Linked DNA regions of Oryzias latipes: region 2 is linked to region 1. Evidence: chromatin contacts called from public Hi-C data. All regions are on one chromosome and are shown on one strand. Each heading gives the region's core, a stretch centred on a gene start, on an enhancer-like site or on the middle of the called end of the contact. The rest is flanking DNA. Distances are from core to core; before and after follow the strand shown.

Region 1 (6,591 bases), core at 1,259-3,758:
CCAGCTCTCTGTCAGCTCTCTAAATGGGGATGAATAGTGGAGCGTCACTGCTGCTCAATCAGAGACGGATCGCTACGTGGCCTGCCGCGGTCCCCTGTTACACACCCGCGCCTGACCGAGATGCACATGTGTGCAGACACAGACGCACACACAGCAGGCGCTGTCACATACCCAGCAAATATCATCTGGGCCCCACAGCATCATGTGGCGACGCTATCGCTCAGGCGATCGAGCCATTCCAAGAGCACGGCATCTGACACCGCAGACGTCTCAGACTTGCAGAGGCTCATGTTTTCTGCTCTGATGTAGGTCTTAGTGAGATGTGGAGAAAAAAAAAATCAAATCTGTTGGGGTTTCTTATGTCGCTCCCTCAAAAAAAAAAGGAACTTTACATTAAAATGTAAAATTTTCTGCAGTTATATTAGAGCTGAAGTGAAAGGTTTGACCTGGGTTTCTGTGTTTTGGCGTGGGATCAGTTGTTCAAGAAAACAAAACACTGAACTTAGCAGATACAAACCACACAGCAGCCTACACAGACACGGAGGAAGCACACATCCAGCAGCGCTGAGTGTAAGGTTTTCCGAGACGCACACGGCGAACCAACGGAAGGAAGCCGGAGCAGAAAGGAGAAAGGAGGGAGAGGGAGCACATCCTGGGATGGAGAACGCCGAATACAGTGAGATAAGCGTTAATGTATCCCCCACCCCTGCTTCATCCCTCCCGTTTGGCTCTTTCTTTCTTCCTCCCTCCATCCATCCCTCCCTCCCTCCCTCCCCTCCTCCGCCTCCTCCCCGTTCTCTTTGAGGGATGAATAATAACTGCTGCTCTGAGATTTCCTCCCTCGTTTTTCAAAGTGCAGAACGGAGATGGGGAAGGTCTGCCTGGCCCGGTTTGCACGTGTGCGCACGCAGCCAGAAGCACACACTGAACCACACACAAGACGCATGCACGCTGTCTTGTTCTCGCCGCTAGCCTGGAGGAGGGAAATCAGATCTCCTCCAGAAGGGTTGTGCGGGGGGGGGGGGGGGGGGGCTTAGACACTCGGCAGCCCATACGAAAATCCCCTGCAAGCACGTATAGACACCACAAAACCCACAGAGGCAGCACCGAGGGAAACCAAGAATAACTAGGAGGATGAGAGCTACCTCCTGGATTGACAGGGTGAAGTCAAGGTTACAGACACATGGCCGGTTCAAGCTCCGCCGCCAAGGCCAATTTGCAGGGCTGAAGCACCCTCCTTGAGGCGTGTGACCCTGATTGCTAAAAGCGAGCTGGAAAAAAAATGGGATGTTAGGGTTTCCAGACAAACCCGAGGCAGGAGAAGAAGAGGAGGAGGTGAAGCAGGAAAAGGGTGAAGCGGATTTCTTCCTGCTGCTGCTGCTGGTCAAAACAGGGAGAAGGGGTGCGCTTCCAGCTGAAGAGAGAACGCGCTCTGAAAAACCCCAGAAGGCCATCCGGGGAGGAGCGCTTTCACACGGAGGAGCGGCGCTGCTGAAATCAGCAGCCAGGTTCCGAGGAGAGGGGTTATTTATGCAAACAAGCGCGCACAGTAGGAATCTGACGAGCCTTGTAAACAAACACACACCCACAGCATAAAGTACACAGGGGAGGCGATGTGAGAAACAGACTGTGAAAACTGTAGTTGTGCCCGGGCAGAGCTCACGTGCACACACACAGACAGACACACACACACAGTTAAGGGAAGCTTAAGGGAGAGAAAAAAGGTGTGGGTGCTACTTTTGTGATGCCTAAATGAGGGCATCTGAATGAATGGGGGGTGGGGGGTCGCTAAAATGATGCGTAATGACTTGTCCGTGCGTGTGCGTGCCATTGAGGACGAGGAAGCGTTCCGATTTCAATTCGCAACAGCTGGTGTCGAATTAACACATTTACCAGCGAGCATTTGGAACAGATTAAAATAGCGTGTGACTGCGTGTTTGTGTGACGGCAGATGAGGGGCCAAAAAACAAGAGTGTGTTTGTGCGCGGGAGCGTGCTCCTCCACACGCTGTGGATCAGGGCAGGGAGAAATGGCACGGAGTGAGAAAGAGAGAGCTCTATCCGACGGCTTTAGCTGCTGCCCTGGGCCGTCTCTCTAAGCCCTGTTTAGGAGGCTTTGGAGCTCAGATAAAAATAATCCCCCACTCAGACACACGCACATAGGAAGGGCGTGCGCGCGCACACACACGGAGATTTGACAAAAAAAAAAGAAGAAGAAAAACGCGCACCCGACAGGCGATTGCTCACAGACAGACGAGGAGAAAAAGCGCACACTCCGGTTGAGGCGGACAAACAAGTGTGCAGACGCGCACGCACAGACGGCTGCGCATTCGCCTTGACACAACCGCCCACCTTTACGCGCGCGCGCTCGCTCGCTCGCAGCCAAACGCACACGCGGGAGGCTGTCTGCGGCGCGGAAGCAGAGCACGACGACATCGGCACGGCACCGTGACAAACACTTTACACACTCCAGCACTCAGCAGAGGAGGGGAGAGGAGGAGGAGGAGGATATGAGCCAGGGGGGAGGGACAGAGGTGAGCGAGGAAGGAGAGCCTAACAAATTAATAGGAGCCGGAGATATATACAGGCAGCGCTGGCGAACGGGGGAAGGGGAGGTGGAGGACGACGACGAGAGAGCAATTCATTCCCGTTTTCCTCCACCGTTCTCTGGAGAAAGGCAGAGCGGAGCCGAGCGGGAGCGTATTTGCTCAAGAGAGGGAGGCCTTTGTGTGGCTGAAGGGAGGAAGAGTGGAGGAGGAAAAAAAGAGGTGGTGGTGGTGGGGGTGAAATGAAAACACAGAGGCAGAAAGATGGAAAGCCGAAGAGGAGTAGAAATGTGGAGGCTACAACAAAGACTTTGAGCGCAGGAGAGGAGGCAATAAAGGAGGGAAGGAAGGGAGGAGGTGAGAAGGGTATAGGATGCAGTTTGTCATCTTCATCAGCTGACAGCCCCAGGAGGGAGAGAGAGAGGAGGAGGAGGGGGGGGGGCAACTGGAATGGAGGTGAATGAAAAGAGGGGAAGGGTAAAGGGGGTGGTGAGTGGGAGAGGAGGGGTAATGTTTGAGCCTTTGAAAGACGTTGACCCTGTAATTGACCTGTGTCTCCACCTACATCTCTGCAGCGACAAGCCGAGGTGCTGCAGCTAATCACTTAGTAACCCTGACCTGTCAATCACACCGCTTTGGGTGGGGGGGGGGGGGGGGAGCAAACGAAGGAAGGAGAAGGTGGTGGTAGGGGGAAGGGGGGGGGACTAATAACGGCGGAGGGGTTATCATTTACCGGACCCCCCCCCTTCCTCCCACACAGCCTTAGCTGATGAAGCCATGGTTTTATAAAAGCCAATAAAATGCTTTATGCTTCCATCACACACGCACCCACACCCACACATCCTTCTTTTTGCTCGCACTGCGACGGCAAAGCTTTGTGAAACTGCGTTCACACCGCCCTCAGCGCCACGCACTCATGCAGTCCCTTCCAATGAAAAGTCTGTGTGAATGCACGTTCCGGGCTTCTGCGTTCAAAACCTTCTCATTCATGCAAGTTTCTATGGCTGTTTTCGGGCTCTGCGTACAAAACGCACGGCTGTTGAACTTGTGTTGACAGTTGAACAAGGTTGAACTTTGACCAATCAGGGACTTGGATTTGGTAGTGGCGTATGAATGGCGTCACTTTTGCCAACTGTGCCAGTGCCAACTGTTTTGAAAATTGATCACGTAAGAGAAATTAATACTCGCAGTTTGTGCCCGGCTAGAATTCTATGACACCAAGTCTCTCATATATCGGAATAGAGCTGTGAGAGAAAAAACCTGGAGCAAGATTCACCATATTTCCACCACTTTGACATTTCGCACCAAACCTCTTCCAACTGTAGGTGGTGGACATGCATCAGCAAACAGTAAAAAAAACAAGAAAAAGAAGCCCCTCCCTGCTTGTCCGGTGTGAACACCATGGGCTAAATGAGTGTTCTTAAAGACGTGCCAATTGGTGTGTACAGCTTGATGATGCGTTCACGCTAATTGCGATCAGTAAATCAAATTCCTGCCTCTTTTGACGCACGTCAAATTTGTTGCTGGATTCTTGTCCAAAAAGATGTTTATAAATCTGACACATGTGGGAGGAGCCAGTGTCAAGAGTTATTAGCGACGTTCACATCGCCCTCGGCAACTTGCTCTCATGCAGCCACTTCCAGTAAAAAGTTGATGTAAATGCACGTTTTGGGCTTCCGTGGTCAAAACTGTTGCGTTCGTGCATAGCATGTTTCTACGACTGTTTTTGGGCTCAATGTACAAAACCCGTGGCCATTGAAAGAACCTTACAAGGTAATCCAGGTTGAATCTTTATACATATAAATATACAAGTTTTTCATATATTGGAATAGAGCTATGAAAGAAATAGCCTGGAACAAATTTTCCACCACTTTAACCTTTCCCACCAAGCCTCTTCCAACTGTAGATGGCGGTCATGCCCTAGTAAAGAATAAAAAAAGGAGAAGCCCCTCCCTGCTTGTTCAGTGCAAACAAATACTAAACTGCGTTTAGCATGTTCTTGAATGCGCCTCAAATCCCTGGTGTGTACACAGCTCGGGAGTTTAGATAAAAGACAGCAAGTCGCTTCTCAGGGCGGGGAGTGTCTGGAATGAGAGCCAAGCGGAGCCGACATGCAAATGAAACTCCTCAGCAGCAGGACAGGTGTGCTGGTTACCTGTTGATGAGGGGGAAGATGGACACCAGCAGGTAGACGGAGGGATACCACTTGAGCGGCTTGATCTCCTCAGCCAGGGAAACCTACGGCAGAGGACAAAGTTGACTGGAGAGCCATGTGGAAAAAAGCAATTTCCATATCAACGCCGGTGCTTGGTCTGGATATCTCGCACAGGCGCGCAGAGAGTTGCTGTCTTAACGGGAAGATCAGAGCGCTGAGGCAAACAACAAAGGCCAATTAAAACGTAATAAAATATTAACCTGGAGATAATGCGCAATATCCACACAGTTATGAGAAGAAAGGGGGATTCCAATTAAACTAGAGGCTAATACTTTGCAGCTATGTGAAGGGGGATGAATTCAATATCTCACAGCCAAGCAGGCAGGAAGACAGAGAGATGCAGCAGCTAAAAGTCGAGGAGGGGGAGAGCCTGGTGCTGGAGAGCTTTTACAAGCCGTTATCTAATTCCCATGAGAGGAGGACTCTTGCGTCCGGAAGAGGCTGAGAAGCGTGGCCCCCGATCGATTTTCTGTGCTGTGCTGCCCCCCCCCCTTCCCCCCTCCTCTTCCTCACCCTCTAGGCTAGGACGCAGTATCTGAGCCAGCGCAAAGCCTTCCTCCCTTTCTTTCTTTCCCTCTCCCTCTTTGACAGTTGGAGCCAGGAAGCATGCCCACAAGCTCTGGTCTCTACCCCCACATGCTGGAAATTAATTACTCACCAGAAAGGCCCTAGGGCGTGCAAGCTCTAACACAGGCATTTTGAACAATTCACGCCAAAATCTAGCAGCATTTTATCTTATATGAGCGTCTGTGAGTTCGGGTGGATTCTAATACAGAAGCCCGTGCCTCAGTGTGTGACAAATGCTGGCTCCGTGTCATAAACTAAACAGGGAATGGTAACTCTCAACCCCTACACGTAAAGGCACATAAGCTTAGCTTTATTAAGGCACTTTCACACTGACAGACGGGGTTGAAATGGTTGGGGAACTCCAAAAACCTTGACATTTGGGTCGTTTTGACAACTGAGGGGACAAAACCACAGCCTACCTGAAGCAGAAAACCTGTAGTTTTCTAGGACAGTTTCTGCAGAGCGGCAGTAGTTCATTTCAAAATTCACCTCCAAGTTGTGGGCTGGACTGTTGTCATGGAGCAACCCCACCCCCCCTTCTCCTCCCCGTTGCCGAGAGCTCTCTGTTTATATGCTCTCCTGGTAGCTTACAGCCCCTCACAACCTGACATTAACAGTGCAACAGAAATAGCAAGGTATATCAGGTGAGGAAAACAAAGACGTACATGGATCAAGTCCTCTACGAGTGGATGCACCAGAATGGGGCGGAGCAGGAGCAGCATATTTTCTATGTCACATACAGTACAGACCAAAAGTTTGGACACACATTCCCATTCATTTGAATGAGAAGTTGTGTCCAAACTTTTGGTCTGTACTGTATATGCTATTTTCTAACTGTTTTTGTCTGCTACTCATTCACAACAATTTGAAGAAGGAAACACTAAGAAATGCAAGTTTTTGATCCTTACTTTACCCTTAATTTACTTGCATGTCCTTTATTTTCAGATAAATGCCACAAAAACACATAACCAGACATTGCCCAACCTTTATTTAATTTAGAACTCTTCCTCGGATTTGCTATGTAGTAGTTTTTTTCTCTCTCTCCGTATCACTACTCATCTTGGTTTTCTTCCTATCTTAAGTCCTTTAAGTCAGTGTTTTTCAACCAGTGTGCTGCGGCACACTAGTGTGCCGTGGGAGATGGTCAGGTGTGCCGTGGGAAATTGCCCTCATCAACTGATCTAAAAACATTTTCCATCTCCAGGATATCAGCTCTTTGTTCATCCAAACAGGCCCTGATAAAACACTGAGTAGTTCTTTGTGT
Region 2 (6,521 bases), core at 3,863-6,362, 84 kb before region 1:
TACCTGTTTTGTTGTTTTCTTTGTTGGCAAAAGAAAGCCCGACACAAAACACAAACATTTACTCTGAAAACAGCGATGATGACTGTGAGAATTTAATCCATCCTGATCTTCTGATTGGTCATCCTATAGATGATGCTGTCATAACCTGGGTCCATGTTCCACAGGTTGTAAGCAATGACGATGACGGCGAGGACCAGCACGATCATCATCCACAGCACTATGTTAAAGATCACTGCGTACTCAAAGTTGTACTTGTAGGCCAGGTTGTACGGGCTGCCAGGGTTACTCTGGAGATGAACACAAACATTAAGTTAATCCAGGGGTGTGCAACCTGAGGCTCTGGAGCCACATGTGGCTCTGTTATGCCTCCATTGTAGCTCTCTGATTAAAGAAAAAGACGAGGATTAACATAGTTTTTGGACTATAAAACAAAACAGATAAGTTTAACTTTATTCAATCCATTTACAAACAGTGAAAGTACAGTACAACTCACTCATCTTTGCGGCTTCATAACTTATCAAAGTTGTACTAAAACACATTTTTGAGCACCGTGTGTCACAAAAGGCCTGTTTCAGGGTGCACTGTTGATATTTGAGAAAATGAAAAGATTTTAAGCGCCTTCTGGGTCACTAAATTAGCTCTGATTTAATTTGAGTTAGTCAGGTTTACAAATTTATAGCAAAAACAGTTCAAGTAATTGTGTAGGGTTTATTTTTTTTTAATCCCAATTGACATTAGACAACCTACTACATTTACTGCATTGAAAGGATCCCTTGTGATACAGGGTCTATTTTATTTTGAAAGGAAGTCTTGGGAAACTGCCAATAGTTATAAACGATTTCATATTAAGAATAAGAAATGTAATTTTCTCTTTACGTTTTTTTTTCATGGCAAGAATTCATTCATATTTATCATAAAAGTAACAATAACATAAATATAAGCTCCTACTGGGTTGGAGACAGTGTGAAATCAACCTGAAAGGGTCTTTAAGTGTTGAAGGTTGCAGGCCCCTGTGTTAATCCATTGTTAAATGAAATGCTGTTGAGTTCTCTGGACACCTTTCTTCCCGCAAGACTTACAATCTGCTTAGATTCCAGGATTGAACGAGACTTCCTGGTCAAAGGAGCTTCAAATGTTTTCACCGTGACAACCTCCACAGCAGCACTGTTGCCATAGAGACGATACATGTCCTCTCCAAACTAGAATGAAAAGAACGTAGGAGGTTAAAATGTGGTCCTGTTGAAGGCTTCTGCATTACCCTCCGGTCCTCCTCGGTACCTTCTGAAGGACAGAAGCAAGGATGGATGTGGCGTCCCGGTACTGAGGAGAGTCTTTGCCATAGACGCGGCTCAGCTCCTCCAGCCCAGACAGCTCCAGTGAGTACAGGTCAGGAGAGTTGTCCTTGGCCAAATGTCGGTGTCTCTGCAGCTGCAGCAAGATGAGATAAAATACATTTGACTCAAAGCTAATGAAATACTTTCTCCATGACTGAAGAAAAGACTGACCAGCCTCTTACCAGAGCTGTGATATCATGCAGCACTTGGACCTCAGACAGGAAGAGCAAATCTGCCTAAGAAAATAAAAGCATCATCAAAGAAGATAAGGTTTCTTTTCCACCCAGCAGGATTTTGGTTAGATGAGATTGTAAAAGTCCCACCCCGATCATCATTAGATCTACTGTGTACTACAGTGGTCTTTTTATTATGATTATTTAACTAAAATCCAAAACCTGTGTTGTTTTCTAGGACATCATTTCTGCAAAGCGGCAAAGGTTCATTAAAAATGTTGCCTCTGAGTTGTGGGCGGGACTGTTGGTGAAGAGTAAGCCCCCCTCCCCATCCCGATATCCATTTGTTTACACGCTCTCCTGCTAGCTTACGGCCCCTCACACCCCAAACCGAACATTACAAGTGCAACAAACATGGCAAACAAGATGGGAGCTATCCAGCTGCACAGTTTTGATCCAGAAACCAGCTCAGACTAGGAAAACACAGACAAACATGGATCTATTTGTCTGCTATTTGATGCATCAAAATGGAGCAGAGCAGGGAGGTTATGCCCCGCCAACTGTAGCTTCTGTGTCACATCCACAAGCTTCTTCAAACAGCATTTTTTCGTCTGCTACCGATTCACAACAATCTGAATAAAGAAACACTCAGAAAAGCAATTTTAAGCTTCATTTTCTTTATATATTTCCTCTATCATGAGAAAAACGCCACAAAAACATGTTAAAGATGCCAAAAACGTGATTTTCATCGGAGTGGGTCTTTAAGAAGACACGGTGATGTGACTTTTAGAAACAGACCTCTGCATTTCTGCTGAGGGAGTTGAGGGGGAAAGAAGTGAGCACTGAGCCATCCTGAGACAGACGAGCCCGGATCTGCTGCAGGGTGACTGGTAGGTCTTCAAACACGGCATTGGCTTTGCCAAGCATGTAAAGTCTCTGAGAAAAAAGAAAAACAAACAATGGGAGGGAAGCACGACCTCCTGGGGTTTCCAAATCTGTTATGACATGAGGCTACCTCCTCGCTGGGAGCCAGCTGCAGCACCACAGGAGTGTACTCAGCGAACGTGGAGTGTACCATCTCTGCAACACTGTCCAGAGTGAAGGCCACGGGCTGTGTGAAACAAAACAAAAAGCCTCAGTAATTCCCATGAAATACCACATTTTTTTGGTAGACAAAACTCCAATGTAGAAAACAGTCTGGCTCACGTTCTCCAAGGGGTAAGAAGCGACACTCTGAGGCAAATCCAGGCTGTCAACTCCTCTCACGACCACCAGGACGTTAGCCCGAGGTCGCTGGAACAACGGACCAGCCTGGAGGCCCGGCCAGGACAGATCCTGCGCAGAGAAAACATTCTGTCAGAAAAAGCAGCTCAGCTGTGGCAAATATGAATGCAAAAATATCAGGGAAAGATTATAAACTGTCAATTGCCTCTTCCACAGAGAAACCCATGGTTAGAGCCACCAAGTCTGGGATCTTCTCTCCAGAAAGTGGCCAGTCTCCTTTCTGAAAAGACAAAAACTCTGGAGCCTGCAGCACTGTCAAGCTGTCCCCCTGGACACCTGAAGGAAACAAGAGGAGGTGTGATTCCGAGAAACACTGGCCTAAAAAAACAAACACATTTGGTTCTTTAAACAGACTGTGAACCGTTTCTATCAGCAGTTCAGAACCCATTCTCTGCTAAATAAATCCCTGAGAGCTCTGGTTTTCAAATCGGATGTATTTTACAACTGAAGTCCTTTTGGTTTTCTTCTCTGTTTTTAAAATCTCCTGAGAATTGATGCATGACTTTTCTAGCCTCTGATTATTGTTCTGACTGCATTTCTCAGAAGTGTGCTGGAAGTATATTTATCCCTAGAATATCCTGGAAACCGTTGGTGCTGCACAGAACACCGACTGTTGGTTTTTTCTTACAAAAACGGTCAAATTCATTCTTTCCTGGCTGAAATTTTGTTCCAAAAAAAAAAAGTTTTCGTTCTTCCTGGTCGAGCATACCAACTAGGTATCTACCACTCTTTACTTTGTTCAATAATGCTGCCAAAGCCATCTAGAAGCATTCGATGAGGATCCAGAGGGTTAGACGGAGGCGGATGATTCACCGTGGCGACTCCAAAAAGGAGAAGCCGAAAGACAAATGTTCTGTGTACTGAGGACTGAATCAAAGTGAATACTCTGATCTAAGCGGGGGGGGTTTCTCCCCTGAATAGCAGAACTTGGTCTGTGTCACCAAACGGAAATAATTTGATTTTGGATTTAAGCACACTGTTCTAATAGTACTAAAAGTGGTTCCTCTAGTTATTTCTCCTTCTATCTCTTTCCAAAATGAATTTCATAGGAAAAAAAAAAAAAAACAGTTGTCCTAAACAAATGATTTTTACTATACCAAATTGAAACTTTGATTAAAATGTCTACCTAAAAACTAACCCAAAGCCTGTTCCTAGAAAAAAATTAATTCCTCAACCACTTGACGTCTATTGATGCAAATCAAATCACTTTGGCTCCAAAAGTACTTATATTTAACATTTACTTAATAGCAAAAACAGTTGAATATTTATCATAGCTGGAAATAAATTCAAGCGTAATGGTAAAAGAAAATGAATCTTTAGATTTGCTAAATCATTATTAAATCAAACCGATTTTTTTCAACTAACACAGCCTGACTGGATAGAGGAAAGGCAAAGATAACACAGTTACTGAACTCTAGATTTATTTTTTTATGTTATTTTATTCTATTTAAATCAGAAACTGACTCTTAAGGCTGGGCAGAAACCGTTAGACACAACAACAATTGACAAATGAACAAAACTATTTTAAAAAGCAAACAAACAAGGATTTAAAAACAGAGATAGAATAAAAAATATACCAAATAGAAAAGATTAAGACAACATATGGTAAGGCTATTAAACTGTAACTGATTCTACGGTATCCACAGCTACAGCAGGGACATAAACGGTGACTTTTCTCCTTAAATCTATGAATGTTGTCCCAATAACTCAGCAGAGGTCACTGGTCCACTCCACTCGTGACATGCAGGATGAATGAAGAGGAACTCGGAGTTTGTCACATGACAGCTTGTTAAAATGAGAAATCCAGAAAAACCCAAACGTCTCAACTGTTTATACTTTTCGGACGAAACCATTCTAGGAATTTTGAAGTACAGTGTTGTGTCTCGTTCTAGCATCTTTAGCGTTAGCTAAACGATAACGCTCTGGTGTGGTGACAAAAGGCTTCATTTATGATGAACCCGGTGGTTAACCAAAAATTATCCAACACTAAAACACGACAATAATACTGACTGAATGTTTTAAGCCTGTGGAAGATGATGAAATGAACCTTCCCAGAAGCTAAACTTGCTATGCTAGCAATGAGTCCCTCGACTTATTTCCGCCCCTTCATCATAGTTCCGCTTCGTGGGGCCACACTCCTACAACCACAATGTCACATTAAGATACGAGATCCTTTAATGGATTTGTATTTTTACCAGCGGTGACGAGGATAAGCGTTACGGCGAGAATGGCTTCCATCCTTACAGAGCTCCTCAGCGACATCTTCTTCCTGCGATCATCAGCTGACCCGCGTGACGCCCAGAGGAGATCACGTGACAGAGAAGCGACAAGGGGAAACTTCCATTCATTTTTAGCTTTACCGCCAGAAAACATTATAGTTTTAAATAAAGATAGTAGGTTAACAAATGTTTTTATACAGGCCAATTTATGAGTTGAGAATGTAGTAATCTGCCCAGCAACCGAATAATTTGAACATTTTATTTCAAGCCTTCCTCCACTTTATCAAACTTCCAACAATTAATACTTCATTCAGATGGGTTAACGTATCATTTAATATATTAAATAATCAATTATTGAACTCATGCATTCATTTGCCCATGTATGCACAAAAGCAAACATATATGAACACATACATATACATACTTGAGTATAAGTATAGCATGTGTACTAAAGACCATGTATGCAGACTGTAGGAAGTATATTGAATATTTCTTCAGACTAAGCTGGAACAGTTCTAGTTCACAAACAAAGAGAGAATATAAAAAGTGAACCGCCTCTTTTAAAGTATAAACTGGGGGGTGGGCAAACTACGGCCCAGGGGCCATAGGTAGCCCATAAAACATCTGGCCCCCCAAACTAGATTCAATTACCGGTATATTGATTATCTTTATCAATGTTTTATTTTCCCTGAAACTCTGGTGTCTATCCATAGACGGTGCACTATAAATACTGTACATTGACCTTTGCTAAGGTGCAAAAAGTTATTATGCGTTCATGTGACGTTGGAATATTTGTTGTTTTTCTAAAGCTCATATGTGTTTTCCAAGTGAGACAGCCATTTTTCATATCATTCCAATAGTACAGGAACGCAGCATTTCTCTAAGTTTGCATTTTTCCCAGAGGGAAAAAAATGCTAATTTAGTCTGGACCATATCAGGTTTTACACCATTTCATTTTTTTAATATATTTTAGTAGGCAAAAAATAACCTCAAAGTGACATTATTGTTTCAACCTTTAATTTTCCTTTTTTTGTTTGCTGAAGCATACTTAAGGATTTTAAGAAATTAACTTTTACTATGCACATTTTCATTCATTCATTCATTCATTCATTCATTCATTCATGGCCGGATGGCCAGGATAGGTTCCAGCAGCCCGTGACCCCAAAAGGGATAAAACGGAAGAAAATGAATGAAATGAATGTTATTATGCACAGTGGTAATGTTTTTGAAAAAAAGATTTTTTATACTTGAATACCTACTCTTGTTGAGTTATTTCCTTCGACGCCAAGAACAGATTCCTTCTCGTTTCATTTGTAAGCTCACATGTTTCAGTGCCATCATATTTCTCCCAAATCACTAATTACAAATCCCAAAGTGTTAAGTATCAATTAAATGTCTCTCTGATCAGATGAATAATGTAGAAAAGCTCATTGGTTCAGACATTAGCAGAAAAGCCGAGCTGCACACACACAGTCATTACCAGGGTTTTTAAGCAGTTATGAAGAAAAATC

What was found. A called contact is a pair of places that touch in the nucleus more often than the background predicts.
Region 2: a Hi-C map of embryo shows a contact between it and region 1, with 2.5 times the contacts expected there. The contact joins the promoter of atp6ap2 here to the enhancer-like site in region 1. A contact is called at or near these places in 4 of 5 Hi-C or Micro-C datasets (embryo, fibroblasts and gastrula embryo).

Annotation. Positions count from the first base shown.
Region 1 is chr21:8,709,703-8,716,293 of ASM223467v1, reverse strand. LOC101163857 (cyclic AMP receptor-like protein A) reads right to left here. Exons shown (of 11, transcript XM_011489323.3): 9 at 4,701-4,783. Among protein-coding and RNA genes, the nearest start is that of LOC101163857, 36 kb to the right of the region's middle. Within about 2 kb of position 2,508, at least 6 of the 8 cell types and tissues checked have an H3K27ac peak or open chromatin away from gene starts, as enhancers often do. A contact at or near this core is called in embryo and gastrula embryo, where this site is marked.
Region 2 is chr21:8,796,634-8,803,154 of ASM223467v1, reverse strand. atp6ap2 (renin receptor) reads right to left here and starts at 5,112. Exons shown (of 9, transcript XM_004081466.3): 1 at 4,987-5,112; 2 at 2,937-3,067; 3 at 2,714-2,842; 4 at 2,523-2,618; 5 at 2,306-2,443; 6 at 1,517-1,570; 7 at 1,279-1,428; 8 at 1,080-1,199; 9 at 1-287. The coding sequence starts at 5,053. The coding sequence ends at 93.